Linked DNA regions of Mus musculus: region 1 is linked to region 2. The links are chromatin contacts, called in public promoter capture Hi-C maps. All regions are on one chromosome and are shown on one strand. Each heading gives the region's core, a stretch centred on a gene start, on an enhancer-like site or on the middle of the called end of the contact. The rest is flanking DNA. Distances are from core to core; before and after follow the strand shown.

Region 1 (4,933 bases), core at 859-3,358, 54 kb after region 2:
TCATGGCACTAACAGTCTGTAGGTCCATAGTGTGTGTTCATTCCTTACGTGTAGCTTTTCCAGTCAGATTTTCTCTTTTGTCCATTCTTTTTATTTTGAGGTGGTGCTAGCTTTTGAACCCAGGACCTCACTCACTCTAGGCAAACAAGCCTATATCACTGAGCTACGTTCCCAGCTTCTGTTTTCTTATCTGTAAGATGGAAAGGTTGGCTGCTGTGTTGTCAGTGTTAATTTTCAGCATTCAGTGTAGAAACCAGGTGTCTGGGAAGGTCCGGATTCCTCCTCTTATTCCAGCTTGTGGCATCTCTTGGTCAGCACTGTGCTCCAGGTTGAATGATAGATGCTGTCGAAGATGGAAGTAAAGAGGCCATTGTAGAGCTGACTCTCTAACCCAAGACTCCTGAGAGTCTGCACGTGCTCCATCCTCAGGCCCACTGATGCTCCTCTGACTTTAGGGGACCAAGGTACCCTGAGCTGATGATCAGTGCTGTATACCTGTCCAAATTGCATGCCACACATACATGTGGCCAAGGATAGCTATGAATGTAGCCCGATAACAAAATTATAAAACTTACTTAGAGCATAATGAGATACTTTGTGTTCTATTTTTATTGCTAGACTGACACTTGTTGATATTCACATGTCCCAACAAAAGGCTGGACATGTCAGGAAGTTTTGTCGGTGTCCGCCTTACCAGATAGGGTACCCAAAATTATCTTACTTTTATTTATGTTGCATTTCACATGTTGCTCCTCCCCATCGTTTTGTTAAAATGGGTCCTGTTCCAGTTACTACTGTCTTATGAACCTTAAAATTCTTTGTGGTGCTTATTGCAAAATACAACATCCAAGCCAAGAATCTTGAGGGTTTAAAGAAGGGCATCACTGATAAGCTAGACACAATGCTCGATCATGCTGATCACGCGGAAGCTTGTAGCCGTAAAAACCTAGCATACAAACAGCCTCAGGGGTGGGTGCGGTGGCACACACATCTTTGATCCTAGCACTTGGGAGACAGAGGCAAATGGATCTCCATCAGTTCTAGGCCAGCCTGGTCTATGCAGAGAGATCAGGCTAGCCAGAGCAATGTAGAGACCATGCCTATAATAAGCAAACAAATGATTCAGACTCAGGGCTCAGAGGCTAAGAGCATGTGTCCTACAAACATTCAGATCTCTGTTTAGACAGAGACATGGTAGCTTGACTGCACCCTATTGCTCCTGTGAGATGAGATGGGAGGCAGGAGAATTTCTAGAAGCTCAAGGGCTGACTTGCATGGCCTGTGCAGTGCTGACCAGCAAGGAGGAAGCAAGGACCAGTTGTCCTATGTTCTCCACTCCTGTCCCATGGTGTACACACACCAGAGTGGGCAGAGAAAGTGTCTTTAGGGTAAACAAATACTCATTCAATCCCACATGGAAAATAAATAATCATGGATTGAATTAACTTTAATTTTTTTTTTATTTCTTTGAGACAGGAAATGTGCTGTCCTTTTGTTCCTCTTAACGTTGACTGTGCTTTGTTTGTATGTCATTTAAAAAATTAACTGATATCATTGTACGATTGTGCCTTGTTAGGAAGTTTTGTGTGGGTGGTGCCATTTGGTTGTTGTTATTTTTGTGGCAATAGTTAGTGTATGATATCTGCACTATACGTTCAAGAATGAAGTATTTCCACAGTCACTTTGCCGAACCTTAGAGATTTTCAGGTATTTCAACCCATCTATGAAAGTATATCCTTTAACCAGCACCCACACCTGCATTCCAACCTTCCTCATGCGCTGCAGCTTCCAGAAACTATGATGCTAATGTCTTCTGGAGGATGTGTGGATGGTGAATATTTCAGCTTACGTGGACCCTGCAAGTCTTGCCCTAACATAGGCGCCATTAGAGAACAAAGCTTGCTTGATGTCTTAACTATAAAATATAGCCTTGCTATGTTACAACTATTTCTAAGGGCCCCCAGTCCCCTGCCCTGAGAGGTGCAGGTTGTGAGGTCCTCACTGGCTACTTTTAGCAGCCACAGTTGCTGCAGCCTGTCTGTCATCTGGGTTGGCCAGGGCCTGGCTGTTTGCCGCTGGTCTCATGAGGGCAGTGTCTAGGGATCTCTTCGGCAAGCAGAAACATGCTGTTACTCCGAGCAATTTTGCAGGCAGCTTTGAGTGCCTAGGAAGTCTGTCAGGGGTAGTGCAGCTAACATATGGTAGGAAAGGGTGCAGTGAGAGAACATAGCATACTCCTAACTGGGCAGAGCAGCTCATAGCAACTAGGGGCATGCCCGAGGCTTATATAGCTTCTGCGTTTCCCTTTTTCTTCCTCCAGCCTTGGCATCCATTCGAGGTAGCTGGTATACAAGTTGACTCCTCACGTTAACGAGAACCGTCACTTTAGCTTCTGATGCCCATTGCCAGTTGGCGCAGAGCGTAAAAATCTGTTGAAGCTTGTTAGGGTGCTTTTGTGGCTCTGAGAAAGTAGATTTCAGATTGTGGAGAGTCTGGCTGTTTGAGTTTGTGGTTCTGGGCTCTGGATGAACTGGCAGAGCTTTGCAGAACCTGAAATTTCACATAAAAGAGTTCAGCCCATTCTGAAGACACATGTGGGGTGTGATCTGCTGAGAATGGATGGATGCTAAGGTTGAGTCCCCCGAGGATGGTTCTGTGCTGTATCAAGCCTTGTCGTAGAACCAGCTAAGGTACCAAAACCAAAGTAGGTCTTGCAAAGTTAGTGCAAGGGGAACTAACACTGGGCATGCTCTATGGCAGGTTCTTTAGGACATGGCTCACCTTCCGGTGAGAAGACAGGCAAATCTGTTGGTATAGATCTGCACCTTTCTGTGTATGTGGGGTCATTGCAAACTAGATATCCCCAGACACTTTCTGGTTGGTACAAAAATATAATGGAATTTTAATGATGAGGTGATGGAGTTTTTATTAAATATCTGCTGGTTCTAGAATAATCCTCATCCTTCAGCACACAGAGCCCATGCATGCATTTGTGAGCACATGTGTTTGTGTGTGTGTACACACGCGCATGTGTGTGTGTGTGTGTGTGTATGTAGGTTAAAGTCAACACCAAGTATCTTCCTCCATCTTTTTCTCCTAACCTTTTGAAGCAGGGTCTCGCCGAATCTGGCATTTACTGACCGGCAAGGCTGACCAGCCAGTACATCTAAGAGTCCTCCTGTCTCTATATCCCCAGTTCCAGGGTCACAGGCACATGACACCATGCCCAGTTCTTTACATGGGTGTTGGGACATCCAAACTCAAGTCTTCACGCTTGGGACACAGGGACATTACCCACTGAGCCATCTCCCCAGATGCAGCACACAACCTAGTAACTCAACCAGTTAACATATTTTCTTTGTTGCTTACAAACTGTCCTTGTAATAAAAAGAAGAAAAAAAAATCAATGTGGGCATGGCTTCGTTCCTTTAGTTCACAAGGGAACTGAGGCATGGCGCCCAGGACTGTGTGACTCCAGTGTTTCAGTGAGGAGCCTGCAGCAGGAATGTATGACCCACAGCTTCTGTTGCTCCTGGTTACTGTGTCCTTCTGATCACTGTAGACAGAGGGGCCTGCTCATTGTCTTTCTTTCCTTTGTTTGGAAAAGGTTTTCAGATAGTAAATTATTTTTGAAGTGGCAAGTGATATGCTTGCTGCTTCCCTTCCTAGTGGTGAGTGGAATAGAAAATCCTGCAGCATCCCTGTGTCATATGCCTGCAGCATCCCTGTGCTCTGTGCCTGCAGCATCCCTGTCCTGTCTTGTCTTGTCTTGTCTCGTCTCGTCTCGTCTCGTCTCGTCTCGTCTCGTCTCGTCTCTTCTCTTCTCTTCTCTTCCTCTCCCCCTCCCCCTCCCCCTCCCCTCACCTCCCCCTCCCCCTCCTCCTTCTCCTCTTCCTTCTTCTCCTTCTCCTTCTCCTTCTCCTTCTCCTTCTCCTTCTCCTCTCTTTCTCCTCTCCTTTTCTTTTTAAATATTTATTATATTTATATGAGTACACTGTACCTGTTTTTTTAAACATACCAGAAGAGGGCATCAGATACTGTTACAGATGGTTCTGAGCCACTATATGGTTGCTGGGAATTGAACTCAGGACTTTTGGAAGAACAGTCAGTGCTCTTAACTGCTGAGCCATCTCTCCAGGCAGCATCCCTGTTCTTGCGGCATCCCTGTGTTCTGTGCCTACAGCACACCAGGTTTTTGGATGGAACTGTGGAGACAGCAGAGGTCAAAATATTTTGAAATCTAAACAGACAATTCTTGTGCTAGGTGGCATGATGGGGATGTGTTGTGGTGTAAAACACCAACACAAAGTCCACAAGTTAGGAAGTTGGCTTTGTGTTGTTATGTTGCTGGGCTGTATGCTTTAAGGTTAGTTTTTCTGTTTGTTTTTGTTATCTTATTGTGCTTTTATGGACTACAATTGTCTTGTGAGATTGTAAAAGCCAGAACATATGTATTGATGTGTTTTAGCCATCTTTAGGTAATTTCTTTGAGCTGTCATGATATCTGATAGCATATGGGATTTCATCCTGGAGTGTGATACCTGTTGAATATAAGCACAGTGCAAAGTGGAACAGAGCTCTGAACTCTTGCGGATGTATGCATGTATGGTGTGCAGTGAAGTAGCCAGGTTCTCCTGCCCTGGGGAAAGAATTCCACAGGTCACACTGGCTGTCACGAGAAAAGTCTGTGCTGGCTGGTGTTCTGTTAGAGATGGTTCTGTTCAACTGCACAGGGAAGTCACTTCTACACGGATCTGGGGTTGTGCTGAGAACTACCCAGAACTCTTAGAATGTTTGGAGTACATAAAACCCGGTGAAACAGGAATAGCTCTTCTCTTTCTTACTCACTAAAGATGATATTCTTTCAAAATCAAATTGCCAGTCCGGTGCAACCACAGCCATGGGCTTTTTCCAGGATCAGGAAGTTAATTCT
Region 2 (4,971 bases), core at 1,931-4,430:
TTTTGCTTTAATGCTTACCTCAGACGAGAAGCTATTTGCTAAGCTGAATATTTTATTGACCTGAAGGAGGTCTGGCTATGATCCATCTTTATAGTTAGATGTTATTTAAGGAATATAGTGGCAGAAATAAATTAATTATTTGTCATAGAATTTTGTGAAGTTTTTCAAGACAGCAAAGGGTCTGGCATCTAAGTAATTATGAAGTATTAATTTTAATGAATTTTAATATAGAGATTCATTGCATATATATGTGTGTAAAGAGTAGGGACTAATGGTATATCTGAGTTGTTAGAATGCTTGGTCAGAATGTATAAAGCCTCAGATTATACCACCAGCATTTCCTAAACCAAGGACGGTGGCCCATGCTTGTAATCCAGCACTCTGGAGGTAGAGGAAGAGATTCATAAGTTCAGGATCGTCTTTAAGTACATAATGAGTTAAAGGCCAGTCTGGGACCTGAGAAACTATATCTAAAAGAAAAAAAAAAAAAAACAACTCAATACAAGCACTCAATTTGGCTGTTTTTAGGATCTGCATGGTAAGCTATCTCAAGACTCCAAGGCTGTGCCTAATTCATGAGAATTCAGTTCCATCTGTAGGTACTGAGGCTGCTTACCAGCAAAGCTATGAGGATGTCACAGAACTATACAGGTGAGCTATGGGAAAGCTAGTATATGATTCCACCTTAAGATGTTACCATGTTTCAGGACCTCAAGTTGATGGTGTATGGCTGTACTAGGGAGGGAGGTGGTATGCTTCTAAGAGAGAAGACATTTGATTGACATCTTTTTAGTTGCTTATCAAAGCTTGGGGCATCTTCAACTATGATGCACAAGATTAATGATCATATTTCTATTCAGCTAGCCAGATAAAGTCTTAATCTTTATTATTATTATTATTAACAACAGTACATGGTCTTATGTAGTCCAGGCTGTTCTTTAACTTGCCATGTTTCTGCAAATTACTTGCTATGTGTTGGGGTTACAGATGTGAAGTTTTTATGGAGTGCTAGAGATCAAACTCAGGGGTTTGAACATATTAGACAAGCATTCTACTTAGTATATTCCAGTCCTTGTCTAGTTATATCTTCAGCTTCTTTGAGATATCTTTGCTTACTGCTCTCCAATCATTTGATGTCCTGCCCAGGCTTTGTTAGCATACTATATACCATGGCCACTAGACTCTGCTATGTTACAGGCTCTCACATACTAGTGTATATATATATATACACATATTATATATACACACACATATATATATACATATATATATAATATGTCATACATGTCATATAACATAGCATATATAATATAGCATTAAGATTTTTCATATACAATTTTGTTTGATCCTTACAATTTATGAGATGCATCTCACCAATTTCTTTCCTCAGCTGGCAAAGACAAGGCTGGGGAGAGAGTTAACATCATAGTTGAAAGTACTATTGTTCAAACCTAGAACTTAACCTAAATCAGTGCCTTTTTGTTTTTTTGGACAAAGTCCACTAGCAACTTTATACTCCTCCCATGTGTCAAAAACAGAAACACTACCTTTAATTACCCATAATTATTGTGGGTGCAAGTGTTGTTTTTATTTATATTTTATTTAATGGCTCTCTCTCTCTCTCTTTCTCTCTGTGTGTATGTGTGTGTGTGAAGGTCAGTGGAAAATTGTTGGGGGCTGTTCTCTTTTCTCACCATGTAGGATCTGGGGTTAGAATTCAGGTAGTCTTGGTGGTCGGCACCTGGCAGGCTGAGCCATCTTGGTGGCCCATGGACACAAGTATTGCTAAGATCCCAAACAAGAAAACCTCAGCAGGACTCACCGACATAGTGCGACCAGCACAGGCACTGGTAGACAAGTTGAATGATAGATATAGCCATGTAGAGATAATAAGAGTCTTTCCCATGGCTATGTGCACGCAAGAGTTCTCTTGTGGACTTTGGGAGGGTGAATTCTTGACGGACCCCTGAAAGGACGATACATTTGCTGGGACCAGTGATCATCGGATGGACTGAGAGCAGTCAGAAGGGAGAAAATGTGATGTTTCCTCTGACCTAGAGCCGCATGGCCAAGGAGACTGTGCAGGAGTCTAAAAAGCCAAGGGATTTCTTTGTTTTGCTTATTATTTTTAAAAGAAAGGAGGGATGGATGGAGAGCCCTCAGCACCAGCTGTAGATGCTCAAATTCTGGGGACCACAGGAGTTTTAATAGGCTTAAAATATCATGCAAATTAACTGTCAAACTGAACTTACTGTATTGTGTGGGACAAACTCAGGTCAACAGCGACTCTCTTGAAGTTTGCCATTCTTTGAAGACAACATTTATTTAAGGATCACATTTTCTAAGTAAGTCAGAAAGCAGCTTCAGTCACTTCTCTAGACTTGGTCCACTTTGTTATTAAACACCTTAGAGTTTGCTTATCACCCACTCCCTGTGGAGTTGGGGGTGTGTCAGTGCCTGAGTTTTGAGGCAGCCTTAGCAGCGAGGGAATAGCCTATCTAGAACAGCCTTCCCTCCGAGCGTTCGTACTGTGTTTTTTTTCAGAGGGTTTTAGGTTGCTTAGATTGAGGAATTTTCAAGAAACAGATGTATTTGAACTGCGGTGTTAAGTCCTGCTTATTTAAACAAGTGGGTCACCAAGAAACTTTAAGGTAAATAGTGGCCTCAAGAGGAAGTACCAGGGCGTCCACGCGTCTTCAACCTCTCTCGGGAGCAGCCAATTAATCTCTGCTACAGAACAGCGCCGCCCGGCCTTGCACCGGAGCCAGGCACTTAGGATAGAAACCCTGCTTTGCCTGACCTGGAGCTTCCTATCTTCGCCAGCGCGACTCGGTGGCTCTCGGGCTCTAAAGGCGTCTCCGAGCTTAAACTGCTTTCTCCCAGGAAGGGGATTAAAAGTCACAAAGAAAGGAAGAGGACCTCGCTGGAGCCCTCTGGGGGCGTGGGTGGGGCGTCCCGGAGTGGGCCTCCCACTGCAGCCTACGGCAAGTGGGCTGGAGGAGGACGCGCCCTGCCCCGCGCTGGCCCGAGCACAGCGCCGCGGGCTGCGACGCGCTTCGCCGTGCGGTGAACCGAGCGGCCGGGCAGCGGCGGAGGCCTCGGGGCGCCCCGCCCTGCGCCTCCTCCTGCCGCCTGCGCGCGGTGCTGTGCGCCCAGCCCGTCGCTGCTCCTCCTCCCTGCCTCGCCGTCCCCTCCTCGGAGTCCCGACTGAGCGCGAGCGCCACACGGCCCCGGGCCGCCGCCGAGCGCGCCAAGACGCCGAGACGCCGAACAGGTGGCCGGAGGCTGCAGGCGCCCGGGCGGGGACAGGCAAGGCCAGGCGAAGGCGGCCGGGCTGGACATGGTAGCCGGGCAGCTCTGTGCGGCCGCCTGCTCGCGCCTCTAGCCGCCGGCGCGCCGGCGCAGCGGCCCCACCGCGCCCTGCGTACAGTCTCCCGGCCCAGCGCCGCTCCGGCCACGGACAGCGAGGGACGGCGGCATGAAAGTGACCGTGTGCTTCGGGAGGACCCGGGTGGTCGTGCCGTGCGGAGATGGCCGCATGAAAGTTTTCAGCCTCATCCAGCAGGCGGTGACCCGCTACCGGAAGGCCGTGGCCAAGGTGAGTGGCCTGGGGCGCGCGGCGGGGAGCGGACGGGGGAAAGGCGCGGGGATCAATATGGCGCTTCCTGGAGACGGAGGAGGGAGACCGGGAGGCGGGGAAAGGGAAAGTGCCGCAGCCGACGGCCTCGCCGGCGCCCCCGGCCCGGACCCGCGGCCGTAAAGTTCTCGGCGCGCTCCGGCTGGGCCGCGATCGCCACCCTCACGGTCCCTGGACACTGTCTGGGTCCTCCGGGCTTAGGAGTGGACGGCCGGGTGCCCAGAGCCCGCACGGGGCGAGGCAGAGTGCGGCACGCGGGAGGCGCGGCGTTGCCTGGCGGGGCGCCTTTGCCCGACCGTCCGCGGGCCCTGGCAATCCAGCTCCAGGCCTCTCCCGGAGCAGGCCTGTCCCGGAGGGTTGCCCACGGAACTTTGGGGAGTGTGGGAAGAGTTGAGCGATCTGGTACACGCGGGAGCCGCAGCCGGGCCGTGGACCTTCTGTGTTCTTGCGGGATCTCCGAGTCGCGCGTGCAGCCGTGTTTGGGTCGGCCAGGCTCATGGGCTAAGGTGGGGGCGATGGAGTGGCTCCGGTGCTCGGCTCCTTAAAACACCTAAGCCTAGACTCGCTCCTGGAGTCAGAACTCCCTCTGGCTCTCTACCCCTACCTAGCTGGATGTGCTCCAGTGAGGAGCCCGGGCTTCACTGGGCCTGGGGTCGAAGTAGCCTCTATTTCTCTGTTTTCCTCATGGAGAACATTGTCTCCATTAAACCGCATTCCTCCATAATAGGTCAGAAGTGGAAGGGCGTTTTGTAGGTTGTTTTACCCTCTGTGTTTGACAACAGCCCACGCTGAAGTTTCGTTCTAGCACCTGAGGATATTTCCTTTGTATGAGAGTGGAATGTGTTCCCTTTGGTATTTCCCCGTCTGTTGTCTGTTCAGTGGCCTGCCTTCTGTGACTTCAGAACAAGCGAGAGGAGAAGGTGGCTTTGTCTGCATATGTCGCTGAATGCTCGTGGGTCACCCTCCATTTTTCGCTGAAATTAAGAAAGGGCAAAATGGTTACACCGTTGTTTTGTTTTGTTTTGTTTTTAGTCTGTGTTGGAAAATATAACACAAGATTGCCCCTTTAAGGAGACTTTGGGGGATGGTTGGCAATCTGGTACAGGGATAGGAGATGCTGAGTTCAACAGCTGTAAGTGTTCTTCCAGTTGGTCGAACTCATTGAAAAATCAAACAACATTAGTGGAAATTGGGCACCTGTTTATCTTGTAAAGCTGACAAGAGGGGAAATCCTCTGTAACTTCACACTTAAGTGTTTTAAGCATCATTTCTGACTGACAGTTGGTGATTTACTATTGTAAGGGAAAACCAGGTTGTCTTTGTACTCTGCAGAC

What was found. Promoter capture Hi-C pulls out the DNA fragments that hold promoters and counts their contacts.
Region 1: a contact with region 2 is called in a promoter capture Hi-C map of hippocampal neurons, with 2.2 times the contacts expected there. The contact joins the enhancer-like site here to the promoter of Pard3 in region 2. A contact is called at or near these places in 4 of 39 promoter capture datasets (the 3T3-L1 cell line, hippocampal neurons and liver), 1 of 15 datasets of contacts at CTCF or cohesin (the NIH/3T3 cell line), 38 of 484 Hi-C or Micro-C datasets (the AML12 cell line, the MC3T3-E1 cell line, the N1E-115 cell line and 21 more), 23 of 115 datasets of contacts at active chromatin or transcription factors (craniofacial prominence, differentiating embryonic stem cells, embryonic fibroblasts and 13 more) and 2 of 9 other capture datasets (adipose tissue and pancreatic islet).

The regions. Positions count from the first base shown.
Region 1 is chr8:127,116,398-127,121,330 of GRCm38.p6, forward strand. All of the region lies in intron 1 of Pard3 (par-3 family cell polarity regulator), which reads left to right. Among named protein-coding and RNA genes, the nearest start is that of Pard3, 55 kb to the left of the region's middle. Within about 2 kb of position 2,109, at least 23 of the 459 cell types and tissues checked have an H3K27ac peak or open chromatin away from gene starts, as enhancers often do. A contact at or near this core is called in cerebellum, hippocampal neurons and muscle stem cells, where this site is marked.
Region 2 is chr8:127,060,876-127,065,846 of GRCm38.p6, forward strand. Pard3 (par-3 family cell polarity regulator) reads left to right here and starts at 3,181. Exons shown (of 25, transcript NM_001309391.1): 1 at 3,181-3,598. The coding sequence starts at 3,479.